5 separate regions of the Mus musculus genome follow, and all the other regions are linked to region 2. Evidence: chromatin contacts called from public HiChIP or PLAC-seq and promoter capture Hi-C data. All regions are on one chromosome and are shown on one strand. The core of a region is the stretch at or near the end of the contact, and the rest is flanking DNA. Distances in the headings are between cores, read along the strand shown. Region 1 holds the start of Hgh1 (HGH1 homolog). Region 2 holds the start of 1110038F14Rik (RIKEN cDNA 1110038F14 gene). Region 3 holds the start of Exosc4 (exosome component 4). Region 4 holds the start of Puf60 (poly-U binding splicing factor 60). Region 5 holds the start of Smpd5 (sphingomyelin phosphodiesterase 5).

Evidence for each region. Promoter capture Hi-C pulls out the DNA fragments that hold promoters and counts their contacts. HiChIP or PLAC-seq counts read pairs in DNA pulled down with a chosen protein or histone mark.
Region 1: a contact with region 2 is called in a promoter capture Hi-C map of liver, with 2.8 times the contacts expected there. The contact joins the promoter of Hgh1 here to the promoter of 1110038F14Rik in region 2. A contact is called at or near these places in 3 of 39 promoter capture datasets (liver and pre-B cells), 1 of 115 datasets of contacts at active chromatin or transcription factors (memory CD8 T cells) and 1 of 9 other capture datasets (liver).
Region 3: a contact with region 2 is called in a promoter capture Hi-C map of pre-B cells, with 5 times the contacts expected there. The contact joins the promoter of Exosc4 here to the promoter of 1110038F14Rik in region 2. A contact is called at or near these places in 3 of 39 promoter capture datasets (the C10 cell line, liver and pre-B cells) and 1 of 115 datasets of contacts at active chromatin or transcription factors (memory CD8 T cells).
Region 4: an H3K27ac HiChIP or PLAC-seq map of thymic regulatory T cells shows a contact between it and region 2, with 10 times the contacts expected there. The contact joins the promoter of Puf60 here to the promoter of 1110038F14Rik in region 2. A contact is called at or near these places in 4 of 39 promoter capture datasets (the C10 cell line, liver, neutrophils and 1 more), 1 of 115 datasets of contacts at active chromatin or transcription factors (thymic regulatory T cells) and 1 of 9 other capture datasets (liver).
Region 5: a contact with region 2 is called in a promoter capture Hi-C map of pre-B cells, with 3 times the contacts expected there. The contact joins the promoter of Smpd5 here to the promoter of 1110038F14Rik in region 2. A contact is called at or near these places in 1 of 39 promoter capture datasets (pre-B cells) and 1 of 115 datasets of contacts at active chromatin or transcription factors (memory CD8 T cells).

The regions. Positions count from the first base shown.
Region 1 is chr15:76,366,890-76,371,493 of GRCm38.p6, forward strand. It overlaps Hgh1 (HGH1 homolog), which reads left to right and starts at 2,009. Exons shown (of 6, transcript NM_021555.2): 1 at 2,009-2,680; 2 at 2,763-2,863; 3 at 2,967-3,065; 4 at 3,273-3,364; 5 at 3,443-3,565; 6 at 3,643-4,522. The coding sequence starts at 2,067. The coding sequence ends at 3,795.
Region 2 is chr15:76,944,578-76,949,929 of GRCm38.p6, forward strand. 1110038F14Rik (RIKEN cDNA 1110038F14 gene) reads left to right here and starts at 3,684. Exons shown (of 5, transcript NM_001347540.1): 1 at 3,684-3,967; 2 at 4,052-4,342; 3 at 4,491-4,575; 4 at 4,967-5,113. The coding sequence starts at 3,962. It overlaps Gm46534 (a long non-coding RNA gene), which reads right to left and starts at 3,772. Exons shown (of 4, transcript XR_001781744.2): 1 at 3,683-3,772; 2 at 3,435-3,557.
Region 3 is chr15:76,325,344-76,330,400 of GRCm38.p6, forward strand. It overlaps Exosc4 (exosome component 4), which reads left to right and starts at 2,054. Exons shown (of 3, transcript NM_175399.4): 1 at 2,054-2,320; 2 at 3,687-3,893; 3 at 4,013-5,057. The coding sequence starts at 2,150. The coding sequence ends at 4,372. It also overlaps a transcript of Oplah not described here.
Region 4 is chr15:76,078,361-76,083,717 of GRCm38.p6, forward strand. Puf60 (poly-U binding splicing factor 60) reads right to left here and starts at 2,586. Exons shown (of 12, transcript NM_028364.2): 1 at 2,490-2,586. The coding sequence starts at 2,513. It overlaps Gm48952 (a long non-coding RNA gene), which reads left to right and starts at 4,166. Exons shown (of 2, transcript XR_003951572.1): 1 at 4,166-4,279; 2 at 5,266-5,357.
Region 5 is chr15:76,290,788-76,295,707 of GRCm38.p6, forward strand. Smpd5 (sphingomyelin phosphodiesterase 5) reads left to right here and starts at 3,585. Exons shown (of 7, transcript NM_001195537.2): 1 at 3,585-4,504; 2 at 4,603-4,675; 3 at 4,897-4,920. The coding sequence starts at 3,647. Spatc1 (spermatogenesis and centriole associated 1) reads left to right here. Exons shown (of 5, transcript NM_028852.1): 5 at 1,377-1,785. The coding sequence ends at 1,706. Mir3079 (microRNA 3079) reads right to left here and starts at 181; the gene lies at 92-181.

The DNA.
Region 1 (4,604 bases), core at 759-3,258, 580 kb before region 2:
GTGTGCCAGAAGAGGGTCCAAGTTCTCATTATAGACAGTTGTGAGCCACCATGTGGTTGCTGGGAATTGAACTTAGGACCTTTGGACAAGCAACCAGTGCTTTTAACTGCTGAGCCATCTCTCCAGCCCTGTTGTGGAGTTTTTTTTTTGTTGTTTGTTTTTGTTTTTTTAAAGATTTATTTATTTATTTATTTATTATATGTAAGTACACTGTAGCTGTCCTCAGACACCCCAGAAGAGGGAGTCAGATCTCATTACGGATGGTTGTGAGCCACCATGTGGTTGCTGGGATTTGAACTCCTAACCTTCGGAAGAGCAGTTGGGTGCTCTTACCCATTGAGCCATCTCACCAGCCCTGTTGTGGAGTTTCTTAAGAAGAAACCTTATAACAAAATATGTGGTCAACTTGATCCTGCTCTGAGTCAAACTATTTTCTGTACCAGGAATATAATATGAAGTGGTTGGCAGGCATGGGACAAAATGGCTCCAGCTGTGCTTGGGGAATAGTCCTCAACACAGCTAGTCACATTCCACTCACAGAAGACAGCAATGATTCCTACATGTCAGTATGCTTGCTTTTTCCACACTTATAAAACCCCTTTCCTATAGGGAATGGTAACAATCACAGTGGGGGCAACGTCTTTCCACTAATTAAGCCCCCACAGATGTGCCCATAGGCCAACTTAATTTAAAGTCACTGAGCTTCCCTTTCTAGGTGACTATTTTGTGTCAAGTTAACAAAGTTAACTTTGTTTAAGAGAAAAATCTTTTGAGACCAGCTCATTTTATAGCTCAGGCTGGCCTCAAACTTACACTGACCTTCCTGCCTCAGCCTCCTCAGTTGTGAGATTAGACAGTGACACGTTTATAAAAAGATAAGGAGCCGGGCAGTGGTGGCGCACGCCTTTGGTCCTACCACTTGGGAGGCAGAGGCAGGTGGATTTCTGAGTTTGAGGCCAGCCTGGTCTACAGAGTGAGTTCCAGGACAGCCAGCACTGTCTCCAAAACAAAACAAAACAGAGGCAAGGGAGCCTTTTCTTAGAAACTCACTAGCTGCTGTCAACAGCTGGGAAATCTGGACAGTTGGCCCTACACAGACCTAACCACTTTGCCATTGTAGCCGGAAGGATCCCAGTCAGTATCTAAGGTTGCATAGGATCTGGAACCGTGGCGGTTCCTGGCTATCTCCTACAAAAACCTGACAAGGACCAGCCCTGGAAAAACCCCTAACTCAAGATTTCTAATTTGAGAGAGCAAGGACCCCAGGCAGCTAATTGCTAATACAGGCACAAGAAGCACCAAATGGGATACTTTCCCAGAACAGATCCTAGTACTGAAATTATCTTCTGCTAGGGATTACGTAGCTAAGAAGGCCAGTGTCCTCCCATCTGTGCTAACAAATGTGCCGGTGGAAGGTAATATGGAGCCACTGAGAAGCAAAGAAACGCAGCGAGGTATGGAAGACAGAAACCGAACAGTGCTCTAAAGAGCTGGCAGGGGCGTCTGTCACCAGGTGCCCCCAAACCTGCAAACTATAGATTCATTTATTAGTTCCCTTTGCCCAAGCCTGCTTGACTCAGACTTCTGTCACTGAAGAGGACCTAACAAATGCACTAGAAAAAAAAATTTAGCCCCTCTGCAAAGTCAGAGACTGATCCAAAGCTGCCTTTTCATCGCAGAGTCCTGCACCCTCCGGTTCCTGGATGTCTGAAACCAGGTTTAAAAGGTGGCAGCAAACACTCTGGACACCAGGATCACCGGCTGCCGAGCTTCGCTTCAAATTATGCGTGCTGGTCGCGTGGTTCTGACTCCTGGCAAAGCAAACACGCAATAGGCAGCCGGAAAAGTCCTTGCAAGGATCTGGTGGTGGTGGTGATGATGATGGGAAGGGGGGGAGGGTGCATCTGCACCAGCTTAAGGGGTGCCTAATACTGTGGCCCACAATGCCTCGCGCTGAAACCGGCCCCGCCCCCTTCAGCCAGGTTCTCAGCCTCGGAAGGGTTTTAACGACTTCCGCTTTTCCGGCGGTGGCCCCGGCACGAGAAGTGACTGAGACTGCTGGCGGCATGCGGGGACCGGGAGTAGGTTCGGGGTTCTCTGGTGAGCGAGGGTTGCTAGAGCAGGAGGCTGGCGCGGACACGGAGGCGGTGGAACTGCTGCCCTTCCTGGTGCTCGGAGCGCGAGCCGACCTGCAGGCGGCCGCGGCGCAGCACGTGCTGGCGCTGACTGGTGCGGGCTCGGGCCGCACGCTGTTGGCCGGACAGCCAGAGTTGTTGCGGGCCTTGGTCGACCTTGCGGTGGCCCCGGCCCCAGCTCCTTCCCGCGATGCCTCCCGCGCGCTCGTGAACTTGGCTGCTGATCCCAATGTGCACTGGCAGCTGCTGGCGGCTGACCCGGAGCTGCCCGCCCGCCTGCTGCGCTGCGTGTTGGACCCTCAGTGGCCCTGGGCTGAAGAGGCGGCTGCAGTGCTGGCCAACCTGAGTCGCGAGCCGGCTCCGTGTGCTGCGTTAATGGAGAAGCTGATGGCCGCTGAGCCGGAGCGGTTGGGTCTGGAGCGACTTGTCAACGCGCTGTGCACGCCGAGCTACAACGCGGCCGCACCCCTGCATTACCTGGGGCCGCTGCTCTCCAACCTTAGCCAGCAGGCGGAGGTGCGTGCTTTTCTCCTGGACCCAGACAGGTGAAACCCAGTCGCCTGCGCGGGCGGGAAGGTGGGGAAGTGGAAGTGAACAAGGACAGCAGTGAATATCTTCTTTCAACAGGTGCGTGGTCCAACGGCTGCTGCCTCTTACCCAGTACACAGATTCTTCGGTGCGCAGGGGCGGGGTGGTGGGAACACTTCGGAATTGCTGTTTTGAGCATCGTGAGTGACAAGGAGGGGGTGGTGCCATTGCCAAGGTGGGGATTGGACCCTAGGGAACCCAACGGACCATTATTCTGATCTCCTTCCTTGTCCGCACCTCCAGGACATCACAAGTGGTTACTTGGGGCCCAAGTCGACATTCTCCCCTTTTTGCTACTGCCCTTGGCTGGGCCTGAAGAGTTTTCCGAGGAAGAAATGGACCGTGAGTGACTTGGGTGGTTGCCTCAGGGCTGTCTGGTGCTAGAGGGAAGACTACAAGAGGGAGATGGAGAGGTGTGCAGGTCTGGAGTCCCTCAGTCCGGCAGCCTTTAAGGAGGGGGTCGTTACAGACACACACAAGGCTCACCCAGGCAGAGCAGGGCTTGGGTGTTCAGCACAGGGACCAATAGTCTCCCACCCTCACTCCTAGAGCTGCCTGTTGACCTGCAGTACTTGTCACCAGACAAGCAACGGGAGCCGGACGCTGACATCCGGAAGATGCTCATCGAAGCCGTCATGCTGGTGAGCAGGGGCCTGGGGTGTTAGTGCCTCTCCACAAGTCCGTATTGGCATCCGAGTAACCTTTTTCCATCTTCCTAGCTGACAGCCACGGCACCTGGTCGGAAGCAGGTACGGGACCAGGGTGCCTACTTGATCCTTCGAGAGCTGCACAGCTGGGAGCCAGAGCCCGATGTGCGGATGGCTTGCGAAAAACTTATCCAGGTGAGTGCGGGGGGTCAGAAAGGCTAGGCAAGTGCCAATGGCTTATGAGCCCGCTCACCTGCCTCCTCTTCTTGCAGGTGCTTATTGGTGATGAGCCAGAGGCTGGCATGGAAAACCTGCTGGAGGTGCAGGTACCTGAAGACGTGGAACAACAGCTCCAGGAGCTCGACCAGCAAGAGCAACAGGAGCTCGCTCAAGAGCTAAGAGGCAACGGTGCCCCACACACCTGAAGCCCCTTTGGCCTGAATGCCAGCTTCAGACCCACCTTTGCCAGTGTTGGCGCAGGGTTCTAGGGTCAATGCCCAGTAAATGGTGAGAAGCCCAAGGGTGCTGCCCAATCCTGTGCCCTGTTGCAACCGGCAATAATGCACATAGTTCAGAGCTGCACTACTGAGCTGGAGCTGGCTGGGTTCTGTCACAGCTGCCTACAGATGAGGCAGGATGCCGGTGGTCACTGGAGCTATGAAGAGCCTATTCCCAGCTGGTGATAGGACTGGACTGAAAATACTGCAAGCCCTGGGAAGCCAACTAGGTTTTCATTCCTGAAGGCACTGAGGGGTCTGGACGTGGGTAGGCTTAGAGATGTAAACAGCGCCGTGAGCCCCAACCTTCGGAGTCTTCTTGCTTTCCTTGCCCAAGACCTTAAAAGACAGACTACACTTGGATCCTCGTCCCTTCCTAGAATGCTCTGCCATCCGAGCCTGTGAGCCTGTCTCTGGATGACTTGCTGGGTTTCCCATTTGCTGCCTCCGTTTCTCTGTTTCACCTGTCAGCCTCCTTATTCCCAGGTTGAATTGGGACTTAGCCATTCAGCTAGATAGAACCTGCTCCTTGGTTAGCTTTTTCAAGTCTCGGTTGCCTTTCAAGGCGGATTTCTGAGTTTGAGGCCAGCCTGGTCTACAGAGTGAGTTCCAGGATAGCCAGGGCTACACAGAAAAACCTTGTCTCGAAAAAACCAAAAAAAAAAAAAAAAAAAAAAGACATCCAGACTCTCCTGCAAGAGATTCTCCTGCGTGTTCTTGAAGCATTTACCCCTGTA
Region 2 (5,352 bases), core at 2,434-4,933:
GGTGCTTAATGGTGGGATCCACTCTTGATCCTCTGGGCTCCAAGAGACCTTGAAACTGCTCTACTCTCCTAGTTCTGACAGACATGGCACAAGCAGCTCATCTCTTAGATTCAAGCTGACTCAATCCTTAGCAGTCATCCCGTGAGCTGGCATCTCAAAATGCTGGCGTTCCCTGCTGCAACTGGGCTGCACTCTCCCCAATCCCCACCTCACTCTCCACTGCTCTTCGGGGACTCAAGCTCCGGCCACACAGTGCCAAGCCTCGGCTGCTCTCCCTGACCCTTTCATGCCTTTAAAACCAGTACCACCTGGGAGACTCTTGCACTACTAAGTTTGGCTGCCAGCATTAGATGCAGCCTTGTCCACCTCTGGACCATAGTTTCTGGGTGCTGACTCCAAGGAAACACTTCCCAGGAGATTTTGAGTGACCTAGGAAAGCAATGGTTTCATTTTAGTGGCTCTGGTCTCCTTTCCAATTCTTCAGCTCTTTTTTTTTTTTTTTTTTTCGTTTTTTGAGACAGGGTTTCTCTATATAGCCCTGGCTGTCCTGGAACTCACTTTTTAGACCAGGCTGACCTCGAACTCAGAAATCTGCCTGCTTCTGCCTCCCAAGTGAAGGCGTGCACCACCACGCCCGGCTCAGAATCAGATTCTTAAATCAAGATATCACATAAATAGCCCTGATAGAGTCATTGCTTCCCTCTGAAACTTCACAAGCCAGGCCTCCATCACTTACAAGTCAGTAAGCAACATCCTCTCAGTGATAGAGTATAACCTGAACACTGTAAACTCTAAAAACAAAACAAAACAAAACAAAACAAAACGCCCTCCCTCAAGATGCTTTTGGTTCTGGTATTTTATCACAATAGAAAACCTAACCAGGACAGATGCCTTCTGGCCAAATCTATGGCTGTTACTTAGGCAAGCCAGGATGATTCTGGGCTCTGGAAAAGCAGGAGTTATAGGGTTTACCCTCTGTGCAGGAAGAAACCCGTGCTTGTATACAGAGACAAAAGAGTCTCAGTGCGTGGTGCAGGCCTAACTCAGCAGGCAATGGACTGAGCACTGTGCCAATAGCCCTGTAAGGTCAGTGTTCTGGAAGCTAAGACACAAAGAGATCAATTTGATTTGATATTTTGAGGTCATAAACCAGACCAGGCAAGGGGGGGGGGGGAGTTGAAGCTTTGACAGAACAGTTCTACACCTTGTTCTGTATTGTATTTCTTTTTCTGAAAGAAACAGCCTCATAGCTGGGCAAGGTGGTGAATGACTGTAATCCAAGCAAAGAGAGGCTGAGGCAGGGTGGCAAGTTTGAGGCCAGTTTGAGTGATAGTTACACCTTGTGTCAGAAAAAAGGCTTTATTGGGGTCTATTGTGGGGCTCTCAAGGACCTGCTTATGGTTTAAACAAGACACTAGACTTCTATACAGTTTTAAGCATTTGGCCTTTATCTAGGGCAGACTCTGCTAGCTTCTAACTTAACCTGACTTCCAGCCTGGCCCTGCCTCCTAGATAGCCCTTTCATTCCCTGCTCCTTCTGTGTCTGCTTAGATACTCCTGCCTCTGTTTGCATCCCCTGACTCTGCCCGCCCAGAAGTTCCGCCCCCATACTTCCTGCCCCAACTATTGGCTGCCAGATCTTTATTATAACCACTCAGTAGTAAGATCATGCTAGACAGGCTCTTAGGTCGCCTAAGGCATTCCTCCAAGCTTGACCTTCATCTTTTGGGAAGGTTTGGAAGACATTTACAAAATAGGAAACCTGGGGATGTGCCATAGAAATGACAATTCCAAAATCCTGCCAGCACTTAGCTCTCTGCCAGTACAGAGTTAATAACTGGAAATACAGAGACACCCCTTAATACAACAGGGGTCTAACTGGCATGCAGCTTGTTATAGGTATTTCAGGTGTGTGATTTTGCATATTTTGACATGGACTTACTCTTGTGAAAGTGTCCCTGTGTTAGTAACTTTTCTGTTGCTGTTTTGGAGATGCCAGTACCATGAGATGACCACCAAGAGCAGCAGCAGCAGTGGAGTACAGGCATCTGGAGCCTAGAGGATGACGCGTGTGCTACAAAGGGCATGGCTGGAGAAGTGACCCAAGCCCTTGGAGGAGCCCAGAAGATTGTAAGTTGGATCCCAGACATTGGACGGTTGGAGATTGACTTTTGCTTTTGATTGTGGCTGTGCCCTGATATTTTCCCTCTCGAAGGAAGAAACTGTTTTAGTGGAGCCCACAGTTAAGAGACTTTTAATTGTAAAAAGACTTTGGATTTTAAAAGAGATGGCTATTTTAAAGAAATTGAAATTTTAAGAATATGTAAAGACTGTGGGACTTTTAAAGTTATCCGTTGTTAAGAGCTCTGTCGGATGTTGTGTAGGAGCTTGGAAGACAACGTTGAGAACACTGCAGAAGATGGAGGTCTGGTTTGTGAAATTTCAGAGGGAAAATTAAAGACTCTTTTCAGGGCCATTGCTGTTTTGATTGTGAAGATTCTGTAGTTCTGGTTAGCTGGGGCTGAAGAATCAGCTGTGATTAACAAGATACCAGAACTACTAAAGCAAAAACTTTGCATTACTGGGACTATTGATGCTGGTTAGCTGGAGCTAAGAAATTAGCGGTGATTAAGAAGAGACCAGCATCATTGAGGTGACATCTTCTGGGAAGTGTTTTCTGAGAGCACAGTGGCTGTGTTCCAGATATAGCCAAAGTTGTACATTGTGCTGTGGCTGGACTTGGTAATGTGTAAGGGTCACCCAGGTGGTACTGGTTTTGAAGGCATGAAGGAGTTGAGCAGAGCACTTACTATCACTCCTAGTGACCCTCTAGGAAAATTTTTGCTTCCTGTCCCCATAACTCTAGGTTCTGCTGGCCTAGAAGTTTTGGCTCCAGAGAAGGGAGTGCTCCTACCAGGAGCTACAACAAACATTCCATTGAACTGGAAGCTCAGACTTCCCCCTGGTCATTTTGGGCTTCTAATGCCCTTAAACCAACAGGCTAAAAAAGGAATAACAGTGTTAGGAGGGGTGATAGATCCAGATTACCATGGGGAAATTGGATTACCTCTTCACAATGGTGGTAAGCAAGATTATGTCTGGAGTGTAGGAGATCCCTTAGGGCGTCTCTTAGTACTACCATGTCCTGTGATTATTAGGACACAGTATATATGTCGCCATTCCAAAAGTGTGGAATAGAGGCATAGCGAAGAAATACTGAAACAAAGCAGGATTAGAAGCCTGTAGGAAAAATACCAAATCCTGTAGCTCCATGACTGGTATCTGTAGTCCTAGGGCTAGACCGCTATGATAGCTATTGCTATTCTTGGTTGTCATTTTGACAACCCACACCTGTAATTATCCTAAACCTCAAGGGGTAAGGAGTTCCTGTAAGGAAATTTTCTTGATTTTTCGTTTGAGGTGGGAAGATGCACCTTAAATCTGGGCCAGGTCTTCGGGTGGCAGCCTAATGGTCGTGGAAGAAGGAAGTGCATGCTTGCCCCGACTCTCGTTGGAAAGTTCACTCCATTGCCATTAGAGCCTAGTTCTTCAGGATTCTGAAGTATACCGGGGACAAGCTGAGCCATCTGTCAACGCCTGCGCCCCGCCCCGCCCCGCCCCGCCCCGCCCCGCCCCGCATAATCCACCTTGCCCCATCTCTGGGCGTTCCCCCCGACCCCACCGGTTCCATTCTCTCCAGGAATCAATTGTCTTGTTTCTTGGCGGCACACTCTGCTGGGTTCTCCGAGGCCTTTAAGTTCATCCCCGTGCACTCTGTCTCCTAAAATTACAAGCACAGCCTGAGGCGCTCCATCCACCCAAGTGCTTTCTGTCCGGCGCTGAGCGCTTGCTCTGGCTCCGCTGCGCTTTCTGCGGAACCTTGTGTCGTAGACGTGTTTCCAGAGGAGTGAGTTCGCTGTGGTAGTTAGGATTTACCAGCTTCCGGCGGCCGCTCCGACTAATGGCGGTGAGCTGTGGGAGAAGGCGTGTTTGTGGCGAGGCCCTAGGTGGGGAGACCCTGTGAATTTCGTCCTGTCTCACGATTTTTCAGGAGCCAGGGCGTCCTGCTCGGGAGGCACCAGCAGCCTCAAGTCGGAAAACTCATCGCGCTCCGCGCAGACCCCGGCCCTCTCGCTCAGCTTCCGGTGCCTCGGAACCTCCTCTCCGCAGTTCAGTGCAACCTGCATGCGACTCCGCCGCCGGAACCCATCCCGTAGGCAACACAGTAGCGATGAAGCAAAAGAAAAAGAAAACCCCCAACAGGGTCTCTGGGACAAATGGAAGCGAAAAGCCCTCGGAGAAACCTGCCCCGGACGAAGCTCCTCCTAGCGCTGAGGCCCAGGCAAGGATGGTACTCCCTGCGAGCTTTCTGGGCGCTAATCCGCCTGCCTCTGTGGGCGAGCTGTGCGGAATTAAGGCGCTGAAGGTATGGGAGTGGGGTCTGCGGGACCCTGTTACCCATCACAACCATGTCCTCCTTTCTGTCCCAGGCGGAACAGCTGGCGCGGGAGCTGGCCTGGTGTGTGGAACAGCTGGAGCTGGGTCTCAAGACGCAGAGACCTACCCCGAAGCAGAGTGAGGGACCCTTCTCTACAGTTAGGGAAATGTAAACGGTGACAGTTCTGTGGTCTGATGGTATTGCCAAGGGGTGGGGTTGTTGCTTTTGGTTGGTTTGCTTTGTTTAGGTGTACTGAAACTTAGTTGTGTAGACCAGGCTGGCCTGGAATTCAGAGATCCGCCTGCCTCTGCCTCCCCAGTGCTGGGATTAAAGGCGTGCGTCACCCCAGCTGGATGGGAATTGTTTGTAGTAGGATGATATGAGTGTGTTTGAAGTCACTAGCTCTTTTTCTTTTTCTTTTTCTTTCTTCTTTCTTCTTTCTTCTTTCTCTCTTTCTCTTTCTCTTTCTCTTTCTCTTTCTCTTTCTCTTTCTCTTTCTCTTTCTCTTTCTCTTTCTTTCATCTGCAGAAGAGCAGGCTGTTGGGGCAATCCGAACGCTGCGCAGTGAAAAAACCCCCTTGCCCCGGAAGAGACAGCTGATGCGCTCCTTGTTTGGGGACTACAGGGCTCAGATGGATGCAGAGTGGCGGGAGGCCCTACGGGCTCTAAAGGCTGGTGAGGAACTAGAAAGCGATTGGTTCAGTACATTAACGTCAAGGGGGTAGGGAGAGGCTCAGCTCAGCAGGGTTGGTGTGGGAAGAGATGGGCTCGGGGGCGGGGGGGATGTAAGTGGGGAGAAAGTATTCTCTCTTAGGGGACAGAGGTCCTGGGGGGAGGAGGGCCGAGGTCCTCACCTCGTTCTGTTTTGGGGATGAAAAAAACAGCTCCTCTGTCTTAGCCTGGGCTCACTTCAC
Region 3 (5,057 bases), core at 804-3,303, 620 kb before region 2:
GGGTGTCCCCAGCACTGGTTGCATATGTCTTGGGATGTTCAACCTTGGGACTCATCCACCCTCTCTTCTCGGTATTCTATACACTAAGCTCACTGCTTTAATTTTTTAATTTTGGGTAGTGACATACATTTCCTTAGGCACTAAATGGACTGGATGACGGGGGGGGGGGGGGCGGCAGGTGAAAAGGGTAAAGCTCCCTGCTAATGACAATGGTCACTATGAGACAGATACAAGGAGAGGTGCTGGGGTAGGAATGGTGTGTCTCTCTTCTTCTTTCTGTTGTACTGGACTGACATGAAAGGTTAGAATATACTAAGCTAGAATTGTAAGAGTAACAAGACAGGTAGGTGACAGTCCCTCTGCCTCCCTAAACAGTCTCTTTTGGGACAGAGAGCTGATAAAAAGCTGCTATGACCCTGTAATACTCAGAGTTCTTTCCCTCCCCAGACACAAGACAGCTTTGAATTACTGCTAGACATTATTTTTACATTTTATTTATCTGGGGAAATGACAGGGGTGCCTGCCATGGTGTAGGCATGGAGGCCATTAGACCACAACTTCTGTGAGGAGGACGAGGAGGAAGAAGAGGAATAGGAGGAAGAGTTCTGTTCACATATGGGTCCTGGTGGTTTTGTTTGTTTATGCATTGGGGTTTTTTTGTTTTTGTTTTTCTGGGTTTTTATTTGTTTTGTTTTGTTTTTGTTTTTTTGTTTGGTTTTGTTTTTTGTGTGAGACTGTATTTCTCTGTGTAGTCCAGGAACTCTCTGTAGAGCAGGCTGGCCTGGAACTCAGAGATCTGCCTGCTCCCACCTTCTGAGTGCTAGGATTAAAGGCTTGAGCCGCTCCAGCTGGCTGGTGTGATGTTCTAACTCTCCTAACTCTTCAGAACTGAATGCGCCTTCCCTCCAGGACACCTGTGTTGTTCTATGTCACACTCATCTCTCCAGAGCATACTCCTTTGAATATTCTTGCCCACAAGGGTGCATCGTTGCTGTCTGTGACAGCGGTGCCCTAACTCTCCTAATAAGGCCCACCTGAAGAGTAATTTCAGCTCAGTGTTCTTTCTGTGAATCTATCTTTTATCTATAACAACAACAACAAAACCTGAGGACTGTTGATTTCATATTCCGAGTGAAAACACTCCAAAAAAGTGTATACTAAATGACCCAATCCTTAAAAATAAATCAGAATTCCGGGCTGGTGAGATGGCTCAGTGGATAAGAGCACTGACTGCTCTTCCAAAGAAAGGTCCTGAGTTCAAATCCCAGAAACCACATGGTGGCTCACAACCACCCGTAATGAGATCTGACGCCCTCTTCTGGTTTCTGAAGACAGCTACAGTGTACTTAGATATAACAATAAATAAACATCTAAAAACACACTTTAAAAATAATCAGAAAAAAAAATCAGAATTTCAAGCCCTACTATACAGATGCATATATACAACTGCAGGCCCTTTGTGTTTGTATTCAAGTGATAGAGAAACTTATTGGGCAAGGTAAGGGAGGGAAACTTATGGATTTAACCAAGGAAATGAAAAAAGGAAAAAAAAACAAACAAACAAACTAAGCCACAGAGATAATAATCATGTGTAACAAACAACTGTGCTTAGCTAAACTGACCACGGTAAAAACCACGCGGGCAGAGGACCAGGTTTGATTCCGCAGCACTCACACAGTGGCTCACAGCTGCCTGTAGTTCCTGATCCATGGGATCTGACGCCCTCTTCTAACTTCCACAGCACTAAGCACACATGTGACGAATAGACATACAAGCAAGTAAACACTCATACAATAAAAATAGATATACAATTAAAAAAAATAAGACCAAAAAATGTCTCTGCTCGGGCCAGCATCTCCAACAAACCAAAGACGTCCGGAAGCCAGTCTTCTTGGCGTACCTACTCCAACAACCCGGGAGAAGCACAAAAACCCGTTCGCCTCGGGCCTTCCGTTTCCCGGAACTGAAAGGCTTAAGTCGAACATTCAGAAAGCCGGGGATGCCACAAGCCGCAGTTCCCTTTGACCGGAAAGCGACTAGGCTACCGGAAGCTATAGTTCACCGAGACTGAAAAGGAAACGTACCGACGGAAGTCGTAGTCCTGAAGGTCCAGGTCGAGCTGTCGGAGGCGGAGTCAGGACTGTACATCATGGCCGGGCTGGAGCTCCTGTCCGATCAGGGTTACCGGATAGACGGTCGCCGCGCGGGGGAGCTGCGCAAGATCCAGGCGCGGATGGGCGTGTTTGCGCAGGCCGATGGCTCGGCTTACATCGAGCAGGGCAACACCAAGGCACTGGCGGTGGTCTACGGGCCGCACGAGGCGAGTAAGCGGCGGGGACCGGGGGCTCCTGGCCGCACATCAAGGGAGGAGACCTAAGTCGTACGGCTTAACTCCTGAGCCCATGCAGCAGTATACTACAATCCCATCTGAGTCCCTGTGGGCCTCCCGGCAGAAAGCATCTCACACAGGTTGTCCCAACGTGTTGTAGCGGGGATGATGTGAGAACCTGGCTTCTTTTGACTTCATCTTACGAGCTCTTTCTCTTGGCCGACTTCCATTTCAGTCCTCTTTGTGTTGCATCCTCTAAGCAGTGAATATAATTATGCCCTGAGTTCTCAGGAAAATTGCGTCCCTAACATGGCCCTCAAATTTGTGTGTTAGGCCCCGTGAGGTACTGAGAATATCGGTTTCTTTAAGAACCCAGTTATGTTATGTGATTATGTTTTTGTTTTGATCCCACGTGTGGGGTATGGAGCTGCTTCAGATTGCCCTCAGCCACTATGATTTGTCTCATGCAGGGACCGGGGGCTTGTGATCCCACCTCGAGGGAATATACCTGTGTCTTACAGCTTAAGTCCTCCGTCTCAGTGGGCCCTCTGCTTAGCCTTTTTTTTTTTTTTTTTTTTTTCTCACGGGCTGCCCGCTTCATCTCTGAGGTGCCTCAGCCAGCCTGGCGAAGCTCCACTCACTCCCTGTTCCTTCAGCTCATTCTTCCCACATCTTGTCAGGAAAAGGCCTCTCAGGCTATTTCTGCACCTACTACATCGATTTTCCTGGGTCTTCCACCTTGCTTGTTTCTCTACGGGAACATAAACTCCTAAAACAAGGACATTAAATTATCTGCCTTTATTGCTGTGTCGCAGTGCTGTAGCAAGGCTGGCAAATGTGCACATTTTAAGGTTTGCTAGCATATGGAGCTCGGCTTTCTAGGTGGATGATCAGGTATAGAACACATGAGGGAAGACTTGGTAGGGAGAGGGACAGTAGATCAAATAGAGTTGAGGAGTTACCAAGGAGGTGAGGACCCAGGGCTTTGAAAGTCAGGGAAATTGAGATTTTTTTTCTTTTACATTACTGTAATGGGAAGCTTCTGGAAGGTAAGTAAAATATTAGTGTGTGGGTTACACAGTCAAACCAGATGTTTGTAATCATGGTGGCCACAATGGGAATAATTTGGGAGGAAATGGAGAAACTGAAGAACAAAGAGTTGGCTGCTAAAGGTGACAATGCTTTGGCTTAGGTTGAGAAGTAGCCCCCCCCCCCCACTCAGCTATGATTTGGAACCAGAGTAGCTGGGGTTTTGTTTGTTTGTTTTAGCACTTTAGAAAGAGGAGGAGGAAGGTTGAGCCATCGAGTGCGTCCCAGGAGGTAGGCAGGCCTGGCTCATTCATTCTTTTTCCTCTAGATCCGGGGCTCCCGGTCTCGAGCCCTGCCTGACCGGGCTCTAGTGAACTGTCAGTACAGTTCAGCCACCTTCAGCACAGGTGAGCGCAAGCGAAGGCCTCATGGAGACCGGAAGTCTTGTGAGATGGGGCTGCAGCTACGACAGACCTTCGAGGCAGCCATCCTCACACAGCTGCACCCCCGCTCTCAGATCGACATCTACGTGCAGGTGAGCTACCTGCACCGTCAAACCCCTCCCCCGGGGGCGGAGCTTAAAGCTATGTGGGCTGTCTGAGATGCTGCAGGATGCGGATGTCAGTCCATCAGATGTCTTGATGCCCCCTGTAGGTGCTGCAAGCAGATGGTGGGACCTACGCAGCATGTGTGAATGCAGCCACGCTAGCAGTGATGGATGCTGGGATACCTATGCGGGACTTTGTATGCGCATGTTCAGCTGGCTTTGTGGATGGCACAGCACTAGCGGACCTCAGCCACGTGGAGGAAGCAGCTGGAGGGCCCCAGCTCGCCCTGGCCCTGCTGCCCGCCTCCGGCCAGATCGCACTGCTTGAGATGGACTCGAGGCTGCACGAAGACCACTTGGAGCAGGTGCTAGAGGCTGCTGCCCAGGCGGCCCGAGGTGTGCACACTCTGCTGGACCTTGTCGTCCGACAGCACGTGCAGGAGGCCTCTGTCTCACTGGGGGACTGAGTGGCAACCACCCCTTTCCAGAATAAAGGCCTGTTCTTCTCCCGAGTACACCTTACTGTACAGCACTTAAAAGCTGCTCAGGGCCCTACAGCGCAGTTTATAGTGCAGTCCCTAAGTGGAGAGAGCACTTGTGCTAGGAAGAGCAAGGGTGCACCTGTTGTGCCTGCCCAGATATTAGGGTCCGCAAAGACCCCTGGGAGTATGAATCTGCATGCGAATTCAGACTTTCTTCACCCTTAAGCTTGGACCTCAGACTCCTCCAACACACCAGATTTGTGCTGAGAGCCCTGAGCCTCAATTAGGCAGGGTTTTTATACTAGTTTGATCAGGGAGCAGGGGTCTCCTGCCTGTCAGTTGCCTTATTTCGCAAAGTTATCTTTTTTTTTTTCCTGTTTTTTTGAGACAGGGTTTCTCTGTGTAGCCCTGGCTGTCCTGGAACTCACTCTGTAGACCAGGCCTGCCTCTGCCTCCTGAGTGCTGGGATTAAAGGCGTGTGCCACCACCGCCCGGCACAAAGAGGTATCTCGATGCACAGGGTTTGGTCAGTGATGAGCAATTTATCTGTAACCGTTGCAATGGTAGGCACTTTCCCTCTATTTCCCTGATTGGCTCTGGCCCAGGGCAGTTTCTTCTTGGACTTGTCGGTGGTATTTCTATTAACCACAGTTCAAACCGGGGACCAACA
Region 4 (5,357 bases), core at 1,336-3,835, 870 kb before region 2:
GGAGGCCCTAAAACCTACCCCAACTTCTCAGAAGACTGTAGTAACAGAAGACTGTGCTTACCCTACCATCAGCTAAATTACATGCTCCACAAGTATCAAAAGATGGTTGTGTCCATTCTTAGAAACAAAGCCAAATGCTGGCAATTTGGACAAAGTCTCTCAGGTCATCAGGCTACTGAAGGCGGAACTGGCAGCAGCATAACATAATGCTCTGTGAAGACCTTGTGATGGAACTGGGAACTATGGCTGACACAGCCTATACACAGAGCTCCTCCTGGTGCTACCAACCTGAGTGTGTACTACTGTCTTTGCTCCATTGTGACTCAGAAATGATATCCCAGAGAACACTAAAGTAGTGACTCCAGTGGTACAGGCATCCACTCAACAGAGGCTGCTTCTCAACACCCACTGTAAAAGCATGCCTCAGGCACCAGCCAGACACCAGTGAGAATGGTGACCCTGGGGCACACTCATAACTTCCTGCCTCTCCAAATGAGTCTCCCAGGGACAGGAATAGTGCTGAAAGCAGCACACAATGCAATGCATACGCACAATCCCAGAGAGCACTCACTTGTGGACAAACCACCCAATTTAGCCCATTTACCTCCGCAGAAAGTTCTCCCATACAGAGTCTAAAATTCTGTTCTAACCAGTCACTGGGAGAGCCTAGAGAAACTATCACTTGTTATCACAGCTGGTCACTAATGTGTACCTCAGCCATGGTGCATCCAGAGAGGGGGAGGTCCCTTGAGGGATTTATTTGCTGCTGAGTGTCTCAGGTACGCAAGCCAAGCTCTGCCCTTCACCAGCTCAGAATAAAGAGTTATTTCCATTACACAACATATTAAATACCCTGAGCAAATCACCTAAAATCTAGTCCTGAGGCTCTTCCTGTGCAGGGGCATGGCCTATTTCTCAGGCAGCAGCGAAGATTTATGGAATCAATTTCCATGAAGTCCCTTAAGTCTGCATATGGAAAGTAAGCCACAGGTTCTAGCAACATTAGTACCATTGAGAGCAGTGCCAGACCCCAAGAATAGGACTGGCTGAAGGACGCTGTCTTCCATCTGTTCAGGTCCCTTCACAGGGTGTAGTGCTACTTCCTGGGTAGCCAGGCTTGTACTGAGCACTGTGGATGCAGCAAAACAAGAGAAAGAGAGAGAGAGAGAGAGAGAGAGAGAGAGACAATTCTCGGGGGCCTTGTGGTCAAATGCTGGCAAAGACGGCTTCAGTGGTGAGACTTACTGCTCGAGACCATCTCAATAATGACACTATCTGTCTAGCATCGCGCTAACCTTTCAGTCTGCATGAACAACAGGGGCTACCCAGAAATGAGGCATCCACTCTCCTCCAGTGCTGTTTAAAGTATTTTATACTCTGCCCTCACCCTTTCTTCTATCATCTGACAGCCACCTAAGGGCAGTCATCAACTCCTCAACTCTCTGGTTGTCTTTCCGAAAAGACCATTTACACCAATAGCGTCAAGCAGCGGAAGCAGGAATTTTTTTTTTTTTCTTTTGAAGTTAGCCCTGATGTGAGCAAGACATACTAGATCCACCCCTCACAAGCTGGAGCAAGTGCCCCTCTCCCATTATGAAGGTGCAGTTCCCAGCTAAGGCTGAGGAATGGCAGCCTGTGTGTACTCTACTCGACCCTACCCTACGGCTGGCCTCCAGGCACCTAGGGCTTAAGTGGTCTCAGCCCTTGCTTCATCCCCTCTGAGTGAGGGTGGCGGCTAACAAAAGTCTGGATTGCAGTGGGGTTAGGTCCAAGAGATAAATAGTCCCTGAAGGAACTCCTGGTGGTAGCCATTCAAGGAACATTCCCGACTGACTAGGGCAGAACCAAGTTCAGCCCTTGGAGCGTCCAGCCCAAGACAAGGGGGTTAGCAAAGTCTTATGATGCCCACCCGGACCAGTGACCGAGGCAGGCACCGGCTGTCGGGTTCCCCACAGAGGCAGTGACAGAATGGCTGTTTGAAAGGTGTGGAGGGGAATGGGGGTTGGGAGAGATGCTCTTCCCCTCCTGCGTGTTAACGGAACGGGAAACCCTCGTCTCTGCACCATGGCGCAGAGCAAATGCTAACGGGTCCGCCCCTTCCGCGTCCCCAACACGGGGCGTAGCCGCGCGGGTCTGGAGCAGGCACCAGGACACCCTAATGCCACCGGACGCCTAGACAGTTGTCGCCCAGTCTCGGCAGACAGGACCGCCCCGCGGGGATCCAGCAGGGCAGCTCCGCGGCCGGCCCACCCCGCCCAGCTGCCGGAAACTGGAGTCCTCGAGCCGGAAGCTGCAGTCGAGCCCCAGCCGTGGCCGCAGCCGCGCGCTCCCGCTCCGCCTCCGCCCCGCGTGCCGGGGACCACGGTAAAGTCCGTACGAGGTCCGGGTCGGGCCGCTGCGCACCCAGGGTCCCCTCCGCACCCTGTCCCAGCCGACGACTCACTCCTCCGAGCTGAGGGCCGCCCCCTGGCCGCGAGGGACTCACTTACGAGAGCTATAGTCGCCGTCGCCATCTTGCGTCCGTCGCGGCCGCCGCGCGCGCCACAAGCATCAGCTCCCTCCGCAGTCTCGCGCGATCTGGGCGTCGGACGCGGAAATCTCGCGACGTACGGCATAGCTACGAGAGCGGAGACCGAAACGCATTTCCGGGGCGGAGCAGGCCGTTAATGTACCGGAGGAGGACGGGGCGGGCCGGGGTTTTGGAGTGGCGACCCGGAGAGCCCTCCCCTGGTCGGGGGGGGGGGGGGTCGACATTTTTGAGTCAGTTCCGTCTGCCTCTTTTCCTACCACCCTATTTTAGTTGAGTCCACTCGCTGAAAGCTCGTAGACTGCGGAGACAGAAGACAAAAAGACTGATGCATCGTCCTTTGCATTGTCCATCTAAAGTCAGGAATCCTCATTCATTTTGAAATATGGTCTCTTTCCTAGTGAGAAAATAGCCGTTGACACGAAGATGGCCCCCAAAAGATGGCTCCCCAGCCTGTCCTGTGGTTATTGTCCTGTGGGCATAAATGTGTACGTTAGTCCCCAAGTCCTGAGCTATGTGTAAATATGTAGTTCATCTGGGCTTTGTGGCCGTAAGGCTGCCTGCAAGGCACCAACCACATCTGTAAGCTCAGGCACCTTCAAACTCCACCGGATAGCCATTCTCGTTTTCCACCCCTCGGGTTTTCAGACTTTAATATAGAGATCTTTAGCAAAACATGGCAGAATATTTTCCTCCCCCTCGGTACCCCCTTTAAACAGGAAAAAGCTCTACTGAAAGCAAACCTAAGTGGGCAGAGAAGTGGAATGCTGGGGAGCCAGGGGAGGGCCTTAGCAGGCTGGTGTGTGATGCTTGTGTCTTGAATTCTCCGAAAATGTGCAGATAGTTTAAAAAAAAAAAAAAAAAAAGTAGGTGCCTCCAGACTTCTATCCCTAATACAGGTTACTAGTCGTTCTGGCTCTGCCAACAGTGCCTGGAGATTAGCTCCTCCTGGGAACGAAGCGCTGAGACCCAGCTTAGCATCTCACTCTTAAGCAAAAGTGGCCAGCCAGAATCACCAAGCAGAAGAGCATGAAAAGAAACCAAGACAACAAAGGAAATGGAAGATACCTAAAGATGTTGCATCCCCCAAACAAGAAAATAAAGATCATGAACTTAGATTTCCCCATTTAAAAAAGAGAAAAATTAAAACGGCCAGGTGTTGGTGGTGCACTCCTTTAATCCCAGCACTTGGGAGGCAGAGGCAGATTTCTGAGTTCGAGGCCAGCCTGGTCTACATAGTTCAGGACAGCCAGGGCTACACAGAGAAACTCTTGTCTGGAAAAACACCCCCCCCCCAAAAAAAAACAAAACAAAATCTGCAAATGAGCGATTCGATAAGTTGAAAAATAAAGTTGAGCTATGTGTGGTGGCATATACCTGTGATCCCAGCACTCCAGAGGCAGGGGCAAGGAGAAGCTCTGTGAATTGGAAGCCAACCTGGTCTACCTTTCCAAGTAGTTCCAAGCAACTGCCAAGACTACATAGAGAGATCCTGTCTCAAAACACAAAACAGAAAACCCATAAAGTTGAAAGTTTCAAGAAAACAAGCGATAATCACATTGGCCAATATTCTTCAAGAATTAGAATTAGATGGGCCCACTAGAGACTCTGAAAATACACACACACACACACACACACACACACACACACACACAGGATGTTGAGTGGGCTGGGTCTCACCACCACCACCAGGGGGAACCCCAGGCACCACCCTCTGATAGTGATGGACCTTGCTTTTCAGAAAAATCTTTGGTAAGCTGATAAAAACTCTGAAATGTTGAATCTGTCTTCTCTAGAACTAGCCAGAGATCAGACTGCATGATGACAGTATTTGGCTGCTTTAGGTATCTTGTGAGTCAAAAGTGAAGAGTCAATGGTTTTTAACAAGCACTGCTTCTGAGTGCCTGTTCCAAGCATGGGCAAGGTGGATCTCTGTGAGTTGGAGGCCCTGCTGGTCTACCTTTCCACTGAGTTCCAAGCAAATTCCAAGATAGTCATGACTATATAGGGAGATCCTGTCTCAGAAAAAAAAAAAAAAAAAAAAAAAAAAAAAGATCAGGTTGGCCTTAAACTTTCAGATCCACCTGTCTCTGCCTCCAGTGTGATTCTATGTACCCCTGCCAGCAGCTGATGGAACAGATGCGGAGACCCACAGCCAAACGGAGCCTAAAATTGGAGATTTGTAACCACAGAATCAGCTAAGCTGGCCTCACAGGGCCTATGCTAGCTCCTCTGCATAAATATTATGGTTGTTAGCTTGGTGTTTTATGGGACTCCTAACCATGGGAATGGGGGTGTCTCTGACTCTTTTGCCCGCTCTTGGGACCCCTTTTCACCTCCTGGGTTGCCTCATCCAGCCCTGATATGAGGGTTTGTCACATCTTGTTATGCTGTGTTGGGCTGAGATCCCTGGGCGGCCTGCTCTTATCTAAAGGAAAACAGGAGAGTGGGTGTGATGGGGGAGGGGGAGCTGGGAGGGGTGGAAGAGGAAACTGTGATTGAAAGCAAAACAAAATTAAATTAAAAAAAGAAAAGAAAAAAGTCTTCACTCTGCCCTTGAGCCCTCTCAGAGCAGCTAGCTCCTGCCCGTGCTTACCCATAACCACCTGGTAAACAAATGTAAAACAATAGAAAATACAAATTCAACATCTCAATAATTTATCTAGGAGACAGGAGAGAAATCAATGAACAATTCAAGAAAATGTCATCTTTTTCTTTTTTTTTTTTTTTTACTGTAGCAGGTCACTGATAATTTCCAAAACACTAGGCAAAGAAAGAATGAGGAGAAACAGAAGAGCTCTTACACAAAAGGTCAGAATTCCGAAGCATG
Region 5 (4,920 bases), core at 2,335-4,834, 650 kb before region 2:
CTTCTGCTAGGAGGAGGGTCTTAAAGTCCACCCCCACAGTGACTCACTTCCTCCAACAAGGCCACACCACACCTACTCCAACAAAGGCCACACCTAAGCTAAGGACTTTCATCTGATGAGCCTGGAGCCAGGTGAATGGGAACTCCAGCTTAGCTCATCAGATCAAAGTCCTTAGCTTGGCAGAGGTTGTCTGGGAGCACAGTGGGGTCTTCTAGAGAAGGCTTAGGCTGGAGCTCTGTAGTCTCCCCCTCCCCCTCCCCTTCTTCCCCCTTCCTCCTGTTCCTCTTCTTTCTTCTTCTTCCTCCTCCTCTTCTTCCTCCTCCTCCTTCTTCTTCTGGTGCTTGGTGATCCAGGCCCTTGTGAAAAGGTCAGCATTCTACCAGGCCTTAATTCTTTCCTCACCACAGATCACACTGGCTACTTCTTTTTGCAAAAATATACAAAGCAACAAATGCCACAGGCCACCTTCCCTGCATCTATCCGAGGAGCGCACTGGCCTTCTCATTGTGCTCCTCCCTGCCTGACAGATTTGCCTTCTTAGACAAATCATCCAGTGTGCTTGGCTGCAGACAGCAACTGATGTACACAGATAGGGATTTAATATAATAGGGTCCCCAGCTCCAGGAAAGACACAAAATCGCGTTTGCCGTACTGCCCAGAAAAATGTCAACACACCAAGGGACTTTCCCAGTGAATATACCAGGGGCACCAGTCCCAACACAGCAGAGAGATCAGGTGGGTGTCCCCAGTTGAGTACAACTGTCCCTGAAGAGCCAGTGCTATACCCATGGTGCCCCCCAGAGACCTGCCACCTTCTATGTGGAAATACGTCTTCCCACATGGAAGTCCCATCAGCCTGTCAGCATGGGCGTGCTTGGTAGAAATGTCAGTACCTTGACTCCACGGGGGCCTCGGGAAAGGTGATGTTCAGGAAGACCTTCCTGCCCTGTTAGAACGGTGTCTGTTATTCCAGGTTAAGTGCTTTCTATTAGCTCTTGGGAAAGCATGCAAACTCTGGGGTCTGGCAACCTGAGAGTATGAAGAACTCCCTGTGCCCCCATACTGGAAGCCACATAGTCCCACATAGCTGGTGGAAGGAAAAAACAAACAAAACAAAAAAACAGTGGGATGCATGTCTCTAGCAGCTTTGGGGAGCCTCTGGGCCTGCCTGAGTTGGGTTTTTGGGTGCCTTGACCTCAGGCCCAGCCCTCTGGACCTTTCAGGGACCATGGCTTCTCCTCTCTTGGCATCCTCATAGCAATACTTCACAATTTCCTTTCCCCCGGCCTCCCTTGCCCCTGCTCTTCCCGCCTGCCTGTGAGCCAGGGTGGGGTGTGTGTGTGTGGGGGGTCCCTGATGGCCACTCTCCCCAACAGGCCTCCCTAAACCCCAGTAATCACAAGTTGGATGAGGACCTGTGCCAGACGCTCACACAGCGTTACGTGAGCATCATGAACAAGCTGCAGAGCTTAGGCTACAACGGGCGGGTGCACCCGGCACTGACAGAACAGCTGGTCAATGAGTACGGCATCCTGCGCGAGCGGCCTGAGCTGGCGGCATCTGAAGGTGGCTGCTACACGGTGGACTTCTTGCAGCGTGTGCTATTGGAAACCGTGCACCCCAGCAAGCTCACGGACGCCCTCCTGCTGCTCTCCTGCCTCCATCAGCTGTCCCACGATGACGGCAAACCTATGTTCATCTGGTAACACCCGGTGCCCGGCTGGCCCAGGCTCACTTCACCCTGTAGGCCATTGTGCATGGCCATTAAAGTTTCCCACAGACTCTGGTCACTGGGCCCAAGCCACACCTTCCTGCTCCAGTGGGGTGGGGTGGGGGGGCCACATTCACATTACAGCCTCCCTGGAGAGACAGAGCTCTCAGACACTGTCTTTCTAATGGGATTAAATGGAAGGTCCCAAATTCCCTTTTTACTTGGTAATGAAAACAGAAGTTCTGGGAGCGGAGGAAAAAAAAGAGGGAGTAGGATCAGGAACAGGGAAGGGATGATGCAGAAAGAAAGGATACTTCCCTGTTCTTAGCAAAGGGGTAGGGAGCCTCAGGGCCTTGGGGCAGGACAGTAGAGGTAAGAGAGCCAGATGCCACCTCATCCAAACCTGGGCAAGGGAGCCTGGGAGATGGCAGCCCCTTGTGAAGATGCCCAAGGTCTGAGAAAAGGATGGGTTCTGTCTAAGCATGGGGGACCAGAGCTGACCAGAGAATGAAAAACATGGGTTGGGGGGGATAGGGCGAGGGATTGTGGGAGGGGGGACCAGGAGCAGGGGGCATCTATGGGGATGTAAAATGAATAAATAAATGAAAAAAAAGGAACATGGGTTGGAAAAATTGGGGCCCTTGTGGGAGGGGGGTATTGAAATCAATGGGTAGGCTGAGATTGGAAACATCGTGGTGTTTCTAGAAGAGTGGAGACCAAAATGGGGTTGGTTCATGAGAAGGGCAGTGTGGAAAAGCCTGGAGTAGTTTCTGGCTTGCCTGAAGTTGCAGGCGCTAGGGCAGTGACAAGGCAGAAAGGAATAAAAGAACTAGGGACTTAGAAAACCAGTTCTTGCCAGTCAAGGAACAGCAGAGCCTTGGGGGGGGGGGGGCGGATTCAAACAGGAATCTATCAGTACCAATACAACTTCCGGTTAGAAAGAGGCATGGTTCTCCAGCTGGGATACCTCGCCCCACCCCCACCCCCACCCCCACCTGCCCTGCAGAGTTCAATGCCTTCTGCCCAGACTGCCCAGCTCATCAACAGTTGCCTTCATCCAAAGTCTCCAGGACTATCCTGGCAAGCCGGCTGAAGATCGCCAGCCAAGACAAACCTGATGGGTTACTTAAGAGACACTGATGGTCGATGTCAGGGTGTTTGCTGGCTCACAGCTGGAGTTAAGGAGTCAGACTTCCAAGGGGAGCCAAGAAAAGTCTGTGAAAGCCCAAGGGATCATTGTCAAGAAACTAAAGTCAAGAGGGGCGGTGCTGGTACATGTCTTTAATCCCAGCAATCCGGAGGCAGAGGCAGGCAGATCTCTGTGAGTTCGAGGCCAGCCTGGTCTACAGAGCAAGTTCCAGGACAGCCAGAGTCACAGAGAAACCCTGCCCCGAGAAACAAAACAAAACAAACAAAAATAAAACACAGAATTAAAAGAACTTAAGTCTGTTACAGGGCTCATAGAATGGAGGATTTCCTTTTACCTGTCTGGGCAAGCTGCCTCAGGTGTAGAACTAACGGTCCCTCCCCGGGTTTGAAGTCTCAGCCTCTGCAAGCCATCGGTGCTGAGTCTCTGCACTAAGCCAGGCACCGGATTGAGAGGCTGTGGTGAACCTACCTGGCTGTGAGTAGTCAGGCTGTAAAGTGTATTGGAGGGGTGGGGGAGGGGAGAGTAGGCAGGGCCCTAAGTTTTTCTCCGAAGCACTAAGTGGACCCCCGCAAGTACAAGGAGGAAATAGGGCAGGGCTGTAAAGCTCGGATTTCTTTTACGGGTTTTTTTTTTTTTTTAAATTGTTGTTCGTTTCCAACCGCCACAGAAGTTCTGAGTGGGTGGGGCCAGTGGCCAGCACTCAGGCTCGCGGGACGTCCGGGCATTACTAGCGGCGCGCACAGGTTGTGCCACCTGGTCTTGACCTCCGCCGCCGCTGGAAACCAATGAGTCTCCCTGACATTTCGCGGCGAAGGAGCCCAGTGCCCCAAGAGGACTGGCCCCTGACACCCAACGCCCTGAGGCCTTCACCTTTCCCGAACCCAGTGCTGCAAGCCCTCTACAGTTTATCCCGCGTGCTGCTTTTCCCGACTTACTGGTCCCTGGACCAGTTGCTGGGCTGCTGGGCACCAAGCGTCCGATCCAAAAGCTTGGGGTGGTTCAAAGTCCTGGCAGGAAGTGGGGTGTTGCTACCACTGGTGGTGGTCGGCCTACCCTTAGCGTTGGTCGGCCTTGCGCTCTGGCTGCCCCTCCAGGTCTGGCGCCGCCCCTTCTGCTATCAGCCCCCTCCGGCATGCTGGGTGTGGCCACAGCCCTGGCATCCGCCTGCTGAGCGCCGGCGCTGCTTTGTCTTTCTCACTGCTAATCTGTGCCTATTGCCCCACGGGCTGGCTCATTTTAACAACCTGTCGCACAGCCTGCAGCGCGCCGAGGCTGTAGGGGCCGCACTGCTAGATAGCCTTCAATCGTCACAGTATAGGGTTTCCGAATGCAGTCAGCCGCCGCCTAGGGTGCCTGGTGGTGAGCTGAAGGCCACATTACCTATGGGCTTGGACTTCGTGTGTCTGCAGGAAGTGTTCGACCTCCGCGCAGCTCGTCGTCTTGTGCGTGTCTTGGTACCAAATCTGGGCCCGGTGATATATGATGTGGGCACATTTGGCTTAATGGCTGGGCCGTACATCAAGGTACTGGGCAGTGGGCTTCTACTGGCCTCGCGCTACCCGTTGCTGCGTGCCACCTTCCGTTGCTTTCCTAACGCTCGTCGCGAGGACGCCATGGCCTCCAAAGGTCTACTATCAGTCCAGGTACTAACCCAGGCTGCAGTGAGCCCTAGCGGGGAGAGCGTAAGCAATAGATTTAACCAGGAGAGCAAGAAGACCTGGAACTGTGGGTGGTGTTGCAGGCGCAGCTAGGCATCGTGGACGGGCACCCCATCGTGGGATACCTTCATTGTACACATTTGCATGCACCCGTTGGTGAGCCCTGCAGGAGGGTTTGAAATGTGGGTAGGTAGCCCCTCTTCTCTCCTTCGAAGGCAGTAGGTCCCTTAACCTTACCAACACGTCTGTCCCCACATCCCAATGTTCTCTGCCCCAGACATCCCAAGAAATGCCTTGGGTGGTTTACAGATCAGGACCCACAGGGTGAGGTCTTAGATCCCTACTCTGGGCTAAGCCAACTTCATCTCTCCTCTCAGAGGATGGACATATTCGCTGCAAAC